Linked DNA regions of Mus musculus: all the other regions are linked to region 3. A link is a contact called in public HiChIP or PLAC-seq data. All regions are on one chromosome and are shown on one strand. Each heading gives the region's core, a stretch centred on a gene start, on an enhancer-like site or on the middle of the called end of the contact. The rest is flanking DNA. Distances are from core to core; before and after follow the strand shown. Region 1 has its middle 20 kb from the start of Gm29686. Region 2 has its middle 240 kb from the start of Gm29686. Region 3 has its middle 110 kb from the start of Gm29686. Region 4 has its middle 310 kb from the start of Gm29686.

What was found. HiChIP or PLAC-seq counts read pairs in DNA pulled down with a chosen protein or histone mark.
Region 1: a contact with region 3 is called in a BATF HiChIP or PLAC-seq map of CD8 T cells, with 11 read pairs. The contact joins two enhancer-like sites. A contact is called at or near these places in 2 of 484 Hi-C or Micro-C datasets (Th1 cells and nephron progenitors) and 1 of 115 datasets of contacts at active chromatin or transcription factors (CD8 T cells).
Region 2: a contact with region 3 is called in a BATF HiChIP or PLAC-seq map of CD8 T cells, with 29 read pairs. The contact joins two enhancer-like sites. A contact is called at or near these places in 1 of 15 datasets of contacts at CTCF or cohesin (CD8 T cells) and 2 of 115 datasets of contacts at active chromatin or transcription factors (CD8 T cells and T-cell acute lymphoblastic leukemia).
Region 4: a CTCF HiChIP or PLAC-seq map of CD8 T cells shows a contact between it and region 3, with 8 read pairs. The contact joins two enhancer-like sites. A contact is called at or near these places in 2 of 15 datasets of contacts at CTCF or cohesin (CD8 T cells and the NIH/3T3 cell line) and 1 of 115 datasets of contacts at active chromatin or transcription factors (CD8 T cells).

What each region holds. Positions count from the first base shown.
Region 1 is chr16:52,005,892-52,008,591 of GRCm38.p6, forward strand. No RefSeq gene overlaps it. Among named protein-coding and RNA genes, the nearest start is that of Gm29686, 20 kb to the left of the region's middle. Within about 2 kb of position 1,295, at least 31 of the 459 cell types and tissues checked have an H3K27ac peak or open chromatin away from gene starts, as enhancers often do. A contact at or near this core is called in CD8 T cells and Th1 cells, where this site is marked.
Region 2 is chr16:51,745,877-51,748,576 of GRCm38.p6, forward strand. No RefSeq gene overlaps it. Among named protein-coding and RNA genes, the nearest start is that of Gm29686, 240 kb to the right of the region's middle. Within about 2 kb of position 1,410, at least 4 of the 459 cell types and tissues checked have an H3K27ac peak or open chromatin away from gene starts, as enhancers often do. A contact at or near this core is called in CD8 T cells, where this site is marked.
Region 3 is chr16:51,877,129-51,879,828 of GRCm38.p6, forward strand. No RefSeq gene overlaps it. Among named protein-coding and RNA genes, the nearest start is that of Gm29686, 110 kb to the right of the region's middle. Within about 2 kb of position 1,258, at least 7 of the 459 cell types and tissues checked have an H3K27ac peak or open chromatin away from gene starts, as enhancers often do. A contact at or near this core is called in CD8 T cells and Th1 cells, where this site is marked.
Region 4 is chr16:51,673,876-51,676,575 of GRCm38.p6, forward strand. No RefSeq gene overlaps it. Among named protein-coding and RNA genes, the nearest start is that of Gm29686, 310 kb to the right of the region's middle. Within about 2 kb of position 1,401, at least 36 of the 459 cell types and tissues checked have an H3K27ac peak or open chromatin away from gene starts, as enhancers often do. A contact at or near this core is called in CD8 T cells, where this site is marked.

The sequences.
Region 1 (2,700 bases), core at 45-2,544, 130 kb after region 3:
TTCTACAGGTTTGTGATCCCAGGATAGGAGAGGGGAAAGCAGGAATATCCGAAGCTTGAGGGCATCAGCTACATAGAGACTCTCTCAGGGCAGCCTGGGTTATGTGAGAAAGTATTTTTTAAAAGACCCAAAAACCAGAAGTCAATGTTGTATTATACTTCCTAAGAAAGTACTGAAGTTTGATAATTTCTTACTAAAATTTACTGTTTTCTACATTTTCAATTTATTTATTTTCATTAAATTAAACTTATTTCTAATGTTATGCATATAATGTTTTTAAGTTGTGTGTGTACATCATGTGTGTGTGTGCATGTGTGCGCGCGTGCATGTATACATATATGTACTGTACACATGGTAGGTAAGCACTCACCGAATGAGAAACATCCCAGACCTTAAAGTTTACTTATATAGTTAAGACAAAAGCATACATCAAAAACTTCCTAGGTAACAATAGTCTATTCTCAAGATCTTTCAGATTTTTGTCAGTTATACTGTGACATTGTCTTTCAGTAGAATGCTTATTGAGACAAATAATTCTTATTGTTAATTTTCTTAAGTTTCTTGAAAGTTAAAGTGATTGATAATGAAAACTTAACTCGATAGTGAAATAGGTTGCTGTCAATGTTGGCTAGATTATATTGAGTTTAGTAGTAGTTTTGAATTTTACCATAATGCTCTGTTGTGCCACACATCTTAGGCTCTGTGTTTTGTAGAACTTACAACATTTAAATTGCTGAAATGTATTATATCTCCAGATCCTCATAGCATAATAAACAACAGAGAAAAGACCCACATTAGTGCTTTACAATTCCACATATTTAAAATAATTTTTTTCAATTGAGGTATTTGTGTGTATGTCTATGGGTCTGTACATGTGAGCAAATGTATCAATGGAGATCCAAAGAGATTGCCAGGTATCCTGGAGCTGAACTTAGAGGTAACTAGTATGTAGATGCTAGGAACTGAACTCAGGTCCTCTGGAAGAGCAACAAGAGTTCTTAAATGCACCGACATCTCTCCAACCCCAAACTCTATTTTTTAAACTGTGTATATATTGTATCTGTTTTTAAATGTTTTATTCCAAAAATATACGACAATCAACCTTGTATTTCCCAGAGCCACCATGAGTGCACTTTTGAAAGAAAAATGTTATAGATCCTACATCAGAAATCTGGAAGGCACTACCGCTTGAAAATGTTGATTAAATACTGAAAGCTGTGAGGATGAGGCTGTTTCCAGGCAGTCTGTCAGATCAGAGAACACAAAAGAAGGCCTTGTTGTGGTTGGCAGCAAGCTACTCCCAGCAAGCAGAGTCTAATAACTTCGTAAATGTGGCCCTGAACCACATCTGTAAGAACTAGAGACATCTGCATAACAGAAACTCTTCATCTGGTGTGAGACTATGGTAGCAGGGACACACAGCTCTCCCTCACCAGGTCTTCCTGGGGGAACTCCAGACTCTGGAGGTTGAATAAGCCAGGAAGAGAAGAAGGGAGTCTCAAGATGACTTCGGTCAACCCCAGAAACAAAAGAGAAAGAGCAGTAGAGTCATTTGCCCATTCTCAGAAATCCAAATGCCGTCCTTCCGCGCTCCCAAGAGGAGCGTCAGACTTAGATGAAATCTGGAAGTAGCCACGAGTACTAAAGTTTGGCTTAGGGAGTATAGGAAGGTCAGAAAAGATTATTTCATGGTCTCCACCTTATTAAGCTGCCAGTGCTTATATTGGGGCACTGGTTTATAAAAGACCTTGGCTGAAGACCTTTAACCTGTGGCGGAACTTCATTTTGCAAGACCTTGGGTTATTCTTACCGTATTACTGAGAGGTCCATGTCTTAGACTGTTTGTCCAGACCAGGAAGTATGATGTTAATCTCAGCCTCTTTTGACTTCACTTCATCTTTAACTCAAGTCCTCAGTTAGGATTTATGAATCTGTCCCTAACACATGCTCAGTGAAAATACTCAATGCATTCCCACACATTTTTGACATTGAAACCTGACTTCACATTTTTAGGATGTAGAAACATCGAGGAAGAGAAGGTCAGAGATGAAAATATTGTGGCATATGATTTAAAGTGTTTACATTTTAAAATCAATTTAAAAGGAAATTCAAGAAATGAAGCAACTAGGAAAATACCTTAAAACAATAACGTTTAAAGTTCTTCATCAGAAATGACAGGATATTATTACTTAGAAATACCACTTTATATTGAATTAAAGGATCAACTAATGAGAGATAATTTAATTTGCTTAAAGCTGAGTTTATTTAACAATTGAGTTCATTACTAAATTGTTTCATAAAGTGCTCTTTGCATGTTGCTTAAGGGGCGAGAGGAAAGAGATCATGAAGACCACCCTGGGTAGTGTGGCAGCCAGTACATAGATATACAGTTTTAATCCTACTTAATTGTAATTAAGCGAAATTTAAGAAGCATTTCCCAAGTAGCCTTAGCCATCTCTTTTGTGTTCAGCAGCCACATGTGGCTTTTAGGTGACGAACTGGGAAGCTGGGAGTAAGGAACAATTCATCTTTTCTGATAGCCAAAGCTGGAATAGCAAGAACATGAACGCCTTGAACAAACTTTGGGCAAACCTTGTGATACAACTTAAGCAATGACAGATCTTGCAAGTTAATTGACTTATCTGAGACACACTTGCAGTTTTATGAAAAAGGTCACATTTTCTACCACATGTCAGTAAT
Region 2 (2,700 bases), core at 160-2,659, 130 kb before region 3:
AATTCTCTGATTTCATTTATGATTTGTATCCAAATGATGTCATTTGACTTTTATGACTGTAACTATAAATTATTCTTATGATCTTGTAAGGTAAATTATAGATAGATAGATAGATAGATAGATAGATAGATAGATAGAATGATATAACCATAAATATATGTGTATACATGTGTGCATTTGAATATACATATAAAATAGAAATTCAAGATTGAATATTTTCATGTTTATCTATAAATTAGTAAGTCTATGATGTTTATGAATTATTATTTATAAATACTCAGTTTAAGAAAATAGCACTTAGGTCTAATATGTCCTATGCTTTTTTCCTTTTCTAAATAATAACTAGATGCATCAATAATCAACCAAGATTAATGGCCCACAATCTATACCTATGCAATTCTAACATCAAGTGCCTCTGCTCTACCCTCAACTACATCTTCATTATTAATTGAACAACGGGAAAAATACTTAAATAAATTAGCACTTATGAAGGACCTACTAAGTGCTAGTCAAAATCCAGTTATAATGAAGCCCTTTGGTTTTTTGCACATGACAAAATATTTGTTCTTTAGTAAAGCAGTCATCACATCAAAAAGTGATCCTAGCATTTTACAATACTATAAATTGGTGATGATCTCCCATAAATGTGATAAATTTATCTTGAAGCTTTTAGTTGGTCTCCAGTAAAATAATATTTGCTTATCATTAGTGGTCCCAAGAGGATTGTTCAAGATGCAATTTCTCCACTGTGTCTATTCTGTTCCAAATTTGTTGTTACATCTGATAGCCTCCAAAATAGAACCATCTTACTGGCAGAAGATACTCACCACGTCTTGCCAGTAATTATGAGACACTCTGCACATATGATTTCTCCAAAGCAATATTCCTTTGGGTGGTGTCATTCAAAGATCTTCAAAATGTGTAGTTTCATATTTTCTAGATTACTCCAAAACTATCAAGCAGAATTTTAGTACATGGAATTGATGTACTGTATACTCCTTATCTACGGGCAATATGTTGCAAGATTCCAGTATTATCCAAAACTGTAAATATTACCAGATACTACTACTCATAATGTCTTTTTCTGTAACCTAATATCTATAATAAGGATTAGTATTTAGATGTAGTAAGTGAGTAATAGTAATTAATAAAAGTGACATTGAATAGTTACAACAGTAATCTCTGTTAACAGATATGTGATATTCTCTCTCTCTCTCTCTCTCTCTCTCTCTCTCTCTCTCTCTCTCTCTCTTTCTCTCTCTCTTCAGTAGTGCTACAACATACAGGTGGGCTATACCAAGTACATCATAGTCATTTGAACCTGAGCCTTGTGAAACCACAGTGGTCAACCTGCCACCCAAGACAGCTACTTAGTGACTAACAGGGAAGATGTTTGTAAAGTGTGAATTTGAACAAAGACCTGGTGCAGGCCCTTGGCTAGTGGAGCAAAATGGTATAAGATTTCATCATGCTAGTTAGAACCACACAGAATTCAAAACTCACAAAATATATCTAGAACTTGACATTTATCACTTTTAAACCATGGTTGACCTCAGAAAACCAAAATTGTGGAGGAAACCATGAATAAGTGATGAATAAACAGACTTATGATGACAGACTCAGAATAGGAAGATGAAAAAAAAATAGAAGAGAATACAGAAGAAAAAGGAGATTCCTGCCCAGGAGTCTGGTTGAAGTCTGTCACAAGCTAGGAATAAAACTTCCAGCACAATTAACAAACACTGCTGTGATTTTGTCTATGGGAAATATAGTATCTCATTTATAGAAAGATAGTTCTAGTGGGAATATTAAAATATTAATTAACCATGCTTTTGGCCAGAGAGTATATTATCAAGTATAGACTTTCCTCTTTCACAAACCATAAGCCTACAATTTTGTTACAACCTCACAAGCAACATAAACTCCATTTACATTAGAAGGCATGTGTTAGCCCCCCCTCCATGTTTGTGAACCCTCCTTTAACAAATGCTCCCCAGAAATCACCCAATAACTTATTTACAAAACAAAGAACAGCAACAAAAATTAGTTCTTTCAGAAATCCTTTAAACAATGTGACTTCAGAAGCCACCCAAAACACCAACATTATGTATATGGCTCTTAAAACATTTATGTATGACTCTTAGGTGTGTATTTTCTTAAGTATGTATTAATCCATATGCTTAAATCTATATTAAACTTTCTTCCTAATAAATTTCAACTCTGCTTCCTATTGACTTATCCTGAAATTCTTTTTTTTTTAACCTCAGTCAAGAATCTCACTCCCCCTGAGTAGAAGTCTCTAAAATGAAGTTTACAGGTAGCATGAGGATATAACAATGTCTTCTGCTCCCCCAGCTGCTGATGTTATACTGTGAATACATACCATGTGATCTTGATCTCTCAAGGTCACAGAATGTACTTACACAGTAAGCAGGATGGAATTTCTAATGGTTTTGTTTGTTTGTTTTAATTTCCACTTTGACACCTTGCATATGAGAAAGATCTCACACAAACATAGTTAGAAGTGTTCTATAGTTTGTTGAACTATTTCAAGCATTGACACAGTTCTAGAGAAACTCACCAGGGTTATTGCTTTTTGCCTTTTCACATTGATACTTCCTAGTAGTAATTCTCACAACTGCTTCTTACCATTATAGGTAGAACAATAATATGAACTAATCAGTAGCCCCCCCCCCTCCA
Region 3 (2,700 bases), core at 8-2,507:
ACAAAATCACTCTTTGAGTTACTATATAAACAACCTGAGTCCACAAGGCACTGAAACAGAGTTGCTATTAAACTTCCTTGATGTTTTTATTACAATCCTGTCTAGCACCAAACCTTAGCATCAGCTCTTTTATAATGTATTTTTAACTTTAAATACTTGAAAATTTTAACTAAGAGGACCGGCATCATTTTTTTTGGTCATCGGTTGCTTCTTTTATTTAGACTTTCATTGTGGTGGACGCATTAGTGTTTTGTGAGTTGTAACAAATTGGTTACCTTCTGTGATCATCATCCTAATCAGATTAGATGTATTTTCATCACTCAAAAAAAAAAATCTCTCTTCTCCTTTTAAGTATTCCATCCTATAACCCTAGACAGTGACTGAACAACTATATCACTATAGAGCATCTTTAGCCCTTTTGAATGTTCACATGAGTGACACACTACTGCATATACTTTCTGGATCTGCCTTTCATATTCAGCATAATAGGCCAATTCATTCTTGTTGTCAGTGTATCAAACTTCAATTTGTTTTATTCAACACAATGCAGTTGCTTTGTAGAGACATCTCATAATTTATTTATGGACATTTGGTTACTTCTAAGTTGGGGCTAGCAAGAATAATGATCTATAAACTCTCATATTCAGTACTATGAGAACAATTATTTCCTTCAGGTAAGCAAAGAATACACTACAGTTTTGACATAAATTTTGTAATATATACTTTAAGTATTTCTACTAATGATTCTATTTAATATTTTAGGTATTCTTTCACATCTTTGTGTTCCATTTTTTATTAATACTTGCTATGATAAAATGGTATGAGATGAAATGCATATACTGGCATATCCTCACAACTCATAAAAAGTTTAGAAAGCATCTTAGAAAAATCAATTCTATTCATCTTGTATTCATTAAATAGCTTTCGTGAAATTCTCATAACAAACAAATAGATCTGGGGAAATCCTGGTTTCTATAAAATCTCTCATATTTCTTTATTTTCAAGAGTTCACCAAACCTGAAACTTGGGGGTTGTGGAAGATCTGAAAAGAAAGTGTCTCCCTTAAATGTGGAAGAAAAGAAACCTTCCAAGCTGTTTGAAGCTTAGACAGTTTTCTTGACCTATAGGTTGTGAAACCCTCCTTGTTACAGTTTTGGGCCCCAAAGGAAAAAAGCAGCAGGAAGTTACATTAGAAGACAGCACGATCATCTCTAGTATCAGAATGAAGTGAGTGGGCTCAGAGTTCTAAAGGATGGCTCTGTTGCTCATGAGTACTGCTGAAAAGCCACAGAGATTCCCTTCAACCATGAAATGCATGCTATGAGTCACCAATAAAACTCAGAAATCAAGGACAAATTTGAACGTACGTGGTAAGGCCATCAAAGGCTGGGAAGGAAATGTTATTTTGCTTTGCTTACAAGCTCAGTCACCATCCATTTTAAGAATACAAAACAACAGTTTCAAGTGACCCAGTGCCCTCAGTGACTGGCACCAGCTCCCACAAGATGGCCCTGCACCCTGTACCCAGCCGTCATACTCACAAGACCACACTGAGACTAAATACTAGATCCCCAAAGTGACAACTAAAACTCCAAGTCAATAATTATGATTTCTAACAAAACAAAACAATGACAAAGCAAGATGAAAACGGTAAATATGGAATGATGGGTAGGACACGAGAAACTTTATGTATTTTGACCCTAAAAGGAAAATGAAGTAAAAAAGAATTCATCTTGGTCAGAGGGCACAACACAGTATTCAGTCAAAGTTTCCATACTAATCTGTGATCACATAATCTACATCCCCGAGAAAGAATCCACTTGGGAGCCAGGGAGATGGCTACAGCTTAAACTTAAACTCTATGTATACAAACAAGCTGAATAAATCAATCTTATTTTATTAATAAAATGGATATTTATGCTCCCAGGTATAAAAGCACTGGCTCCTGCCTCCACTGGAGGAATTATAAGTCAGTAATACAACTTATAAATCAAGTGTGTAAGCTATTCATCCTCTCCTGAGATTCTAAATCAGTCATGGTCACAAAGCAGTTGCATGACTTGGAAGCAACTCTGTAGATGAATAAATCAGTCACTTCCAGATATATAAATAAGTGACATGGCCCATAAATCACATGACTGCATAGCCATGCTCCATCAATCAGAAACTCTTATTTCTAATTTGAAAATTTAAAAACACTTACTGAGAGTCATTTACTAAACATCAGAGCCAGATTCCCACTGCAGTAGACAAGTAGGAAAAATGCAAGTTTTCCTAAGTCCATGGTGATTTTTAACTTCATAGAAAACCAGTAGTTTGCTGGAGTTTGCTAGAATTCTGTGTTTATACTAATACCCCACTCTCCCTGAAAATACATGGGAAAGAAACTGTAACGGTCTTAAAATTCTTTTAATCTACAATATATGTAGACACCAAGAAATTTCCAGACTTTCCCTGTGTCCACAATTTCATTGAACCTGATATTAAAGAATTCAATTATTTAAGACCCTGTGGGGAAAAAGCCCAGTATGAGAAGCCTGTCCTATGTCATATGCCTGTTGCATGGATTGGGCTTCTGAGTTTGTCTCACCTTTTTTCTATGTTGACTACCTATGTGAAGTTCCCACAACTCCCTCCTCTACTCTAATGCCTTACTGGATTGGTCCATAGACTTTAGATCAGTGCTTTGCTTGATATTCC
Region 4 (2,700 bases), core at 151-2,650, 200 kb before region 3:
GGAGGCTCTGCCAGATGCTGACCAATACAGATGTGGAAGCTCACAGACAAACATCAGACTAAGCACAGGGACCCCAATGGAGGGATTAGGGAAAGGACTGAAGGAGTTGAAGAGGCCTTATCTGGCAACAATGGGAGGGGAGGCCCTGGTTCTGTGAAGGCTCGACGCCCTAATGTAGAGAAATGCTAGGGCAGTGAGGCAGGAGTGGGTAGGTGAGTTGGGGAGCACCCTCAGAGAAGCAGGGTAAAGGGGGATGGAATAGGAGGGTTGCAGATGGAAACCCGGAGAGGGGATAACATTTGAAATGTAAATAAATAAAATATCCAATTAAAAAAAAAAAAAACGCTGAAGCTTTCTTCATGTTGCTATCTTCAGAATGACTATAGATGTTTGTTCTTTACATAGCATGTCTGTAAAGTAGGGACTGTTTCTTTCAGATGCCACAAACTTTTCTTTTCACTGATCTAATAATACTGGGCAGAAATCCATGAGATTACTTTTATACTGAGTTCATAGGACTGACATTGAGGTTTTATATTAGCCTAGGTAGCTGTCATTTCTGGCTCACTGACAAGCAGGTTTCCTTAGTATTAATGTGAGTTGCACTGAATTAGAGTTATCAGTCTGATATATACTAATCTAGAAATATTTATTAAACATCTATTCAATATTTCGTAATAGCTCAGTCCTCAGCAAGCTTGAAAACCTCACATAAGACAAAGGTAAATCCATTGAGAACAGTTCGTTGAGAGTTTTGGGGGCTGGTATCCCTCAGATGTGATGGAATTCATCTTCATCTGCATGTCCAGGTCATAGCACTGACCATGAACTTCATGCAGACAGGAGCTGATTGATTCAGTGTCCTGTCCAGTGACAGGACATCACAGGACCTACATCGCAAGTGTCAGTTCTTCTTTTGTTTTGTTTTTTTAAAAAATAATCTTGATGGAAGCACTTTTTGAAAATCAAATCAGTCGGGTTGTATGTATTTTAAAAATGGTAAACCTCTCTATGAAAAATTGTGTATTTATGCAAATGTGCTATGAGAATCCTCGTAGTGGAGCAACTCTGAGTCTAGAAACAAGGATCATAGATGATATTTGGTTTCCTCTGAACGTCTGATCTCTAAGACTACATTTACAACTCCCTCTGTGACTTAAGGATGACATCCACCAGTGCCAATTTCAATATTCCCCATCTTTGTAGCAAAGCATTTGATTGTGGCATACAATATGGTAGGTTAATGATTCCTAGACCTTCCTGCATAGAAAAGAGTAATGCTTTAAGAAAAAAATAGAAACAAAGCAGAAAACTGATGTGATCGATAACACAACTACCCCCAATCACCCAGTTTCCTTCCAGTTAACCAAAGTGGAAACTATGAAATACAACCTCAGAAGCAATAGCAACAGCACTTCCTGCCTCTTAGCCTTTCCCAGCCTCAGTCTGTACGTCAGCAAAGTTCTAAGTCTTTCAAAGCTTTCATCTTTTCCTTGCTTTCTAACCTGAGTTTGATCATTTTCTCTGTTATGAAAGATTACATGCTACAGTCATTTCCTTTGGCCATCAATGGGAGGAGAAGCCCTTGGTCTTGCGAAGATTATATGCCCCAGTACAGGGGAATGCCAGGGCCAGGATGCGGGAGTGGGTACGTTGGGGACTTTGGTCAGGGGGAGGGTATAGGAGACGTTCAGAGAGGAAACTAGGAAAGGGGGATAACATTTTAAATGTAAATGAAGAAAATATCGAATAAAAAATAAGAAAGAAAGACAGAAAGAAAAGAAAGAAGGAAGGAAGGAAGGAAGGGAGGGAGGGAGGGAGGGAGGGAGGGAGGGAGGGAGGGAGGGAGGGAGGGAAGAGGAGAAAGAAAGAAAGAAAGAAAGAAAGAAAGAAAGAAAGAAAGAAAGAAAGAAAGAAAGAAAGAGAGAGAGAGAGAGAAAGAAGGAAAGAAAGGGGATGCTGTAAGCAAAGAAAAATTTCCAACATTCTCAATAGATTTAAGAGTTTGAATAAGGAAAAAAGCCAAGAGATCTATTTTATTTGCATTTCTCCTTTATTCTCACTTTCTTTCTATCTTGAGGTATCTCTCTCTCTCTCTTTTTTTTTAACCTAAGTTGATTTCTAACAGGTAAACTTCAGCAGACCTTGACTTCAAGTACGAGAGACTCCTTTCAAAGATACTGTAAGTTTCCTTCACAAATACATGTTTGTAATTGGATCTGTGTCCTTTAGTAATAGTGGATCCAGATGGCTGCTTGTAGAGGAAGCAAGAATTTCCGGCTCTGAGATGGTGCAGTAACAGCCCTCCCCCGACACTCTTAAGTGGGAGGACTGTATGCTTTGAACTTTCTGATTGATTAGGTATTAGAATACTGGTTTAAACAGGCTTCTTTGTCGGGGTATCTACAGCTGGAGCTCTTACTGGGTGCACAGACCCCCATGAGGAAGGTACCAACTGTGATTTTCTTTGGGTACCACAGTTAGCAACCAGTGATTGTTAACTGGCAATCTCTAGTGCATTCATAGCAGACTAGAAGTCATTGACATAAAGTTGAAGGCCCAAGTTTCAACCTATGAACTAATGGATGCTAGGTAAAGTTACCAAACACACAAGGAAATTCAAGATGCAAAGAAAGCTCCACAGTAAACTTTGTACTTGAACTTGCCTCCTAAAAACAACAACAAAATCAAAATATCTCT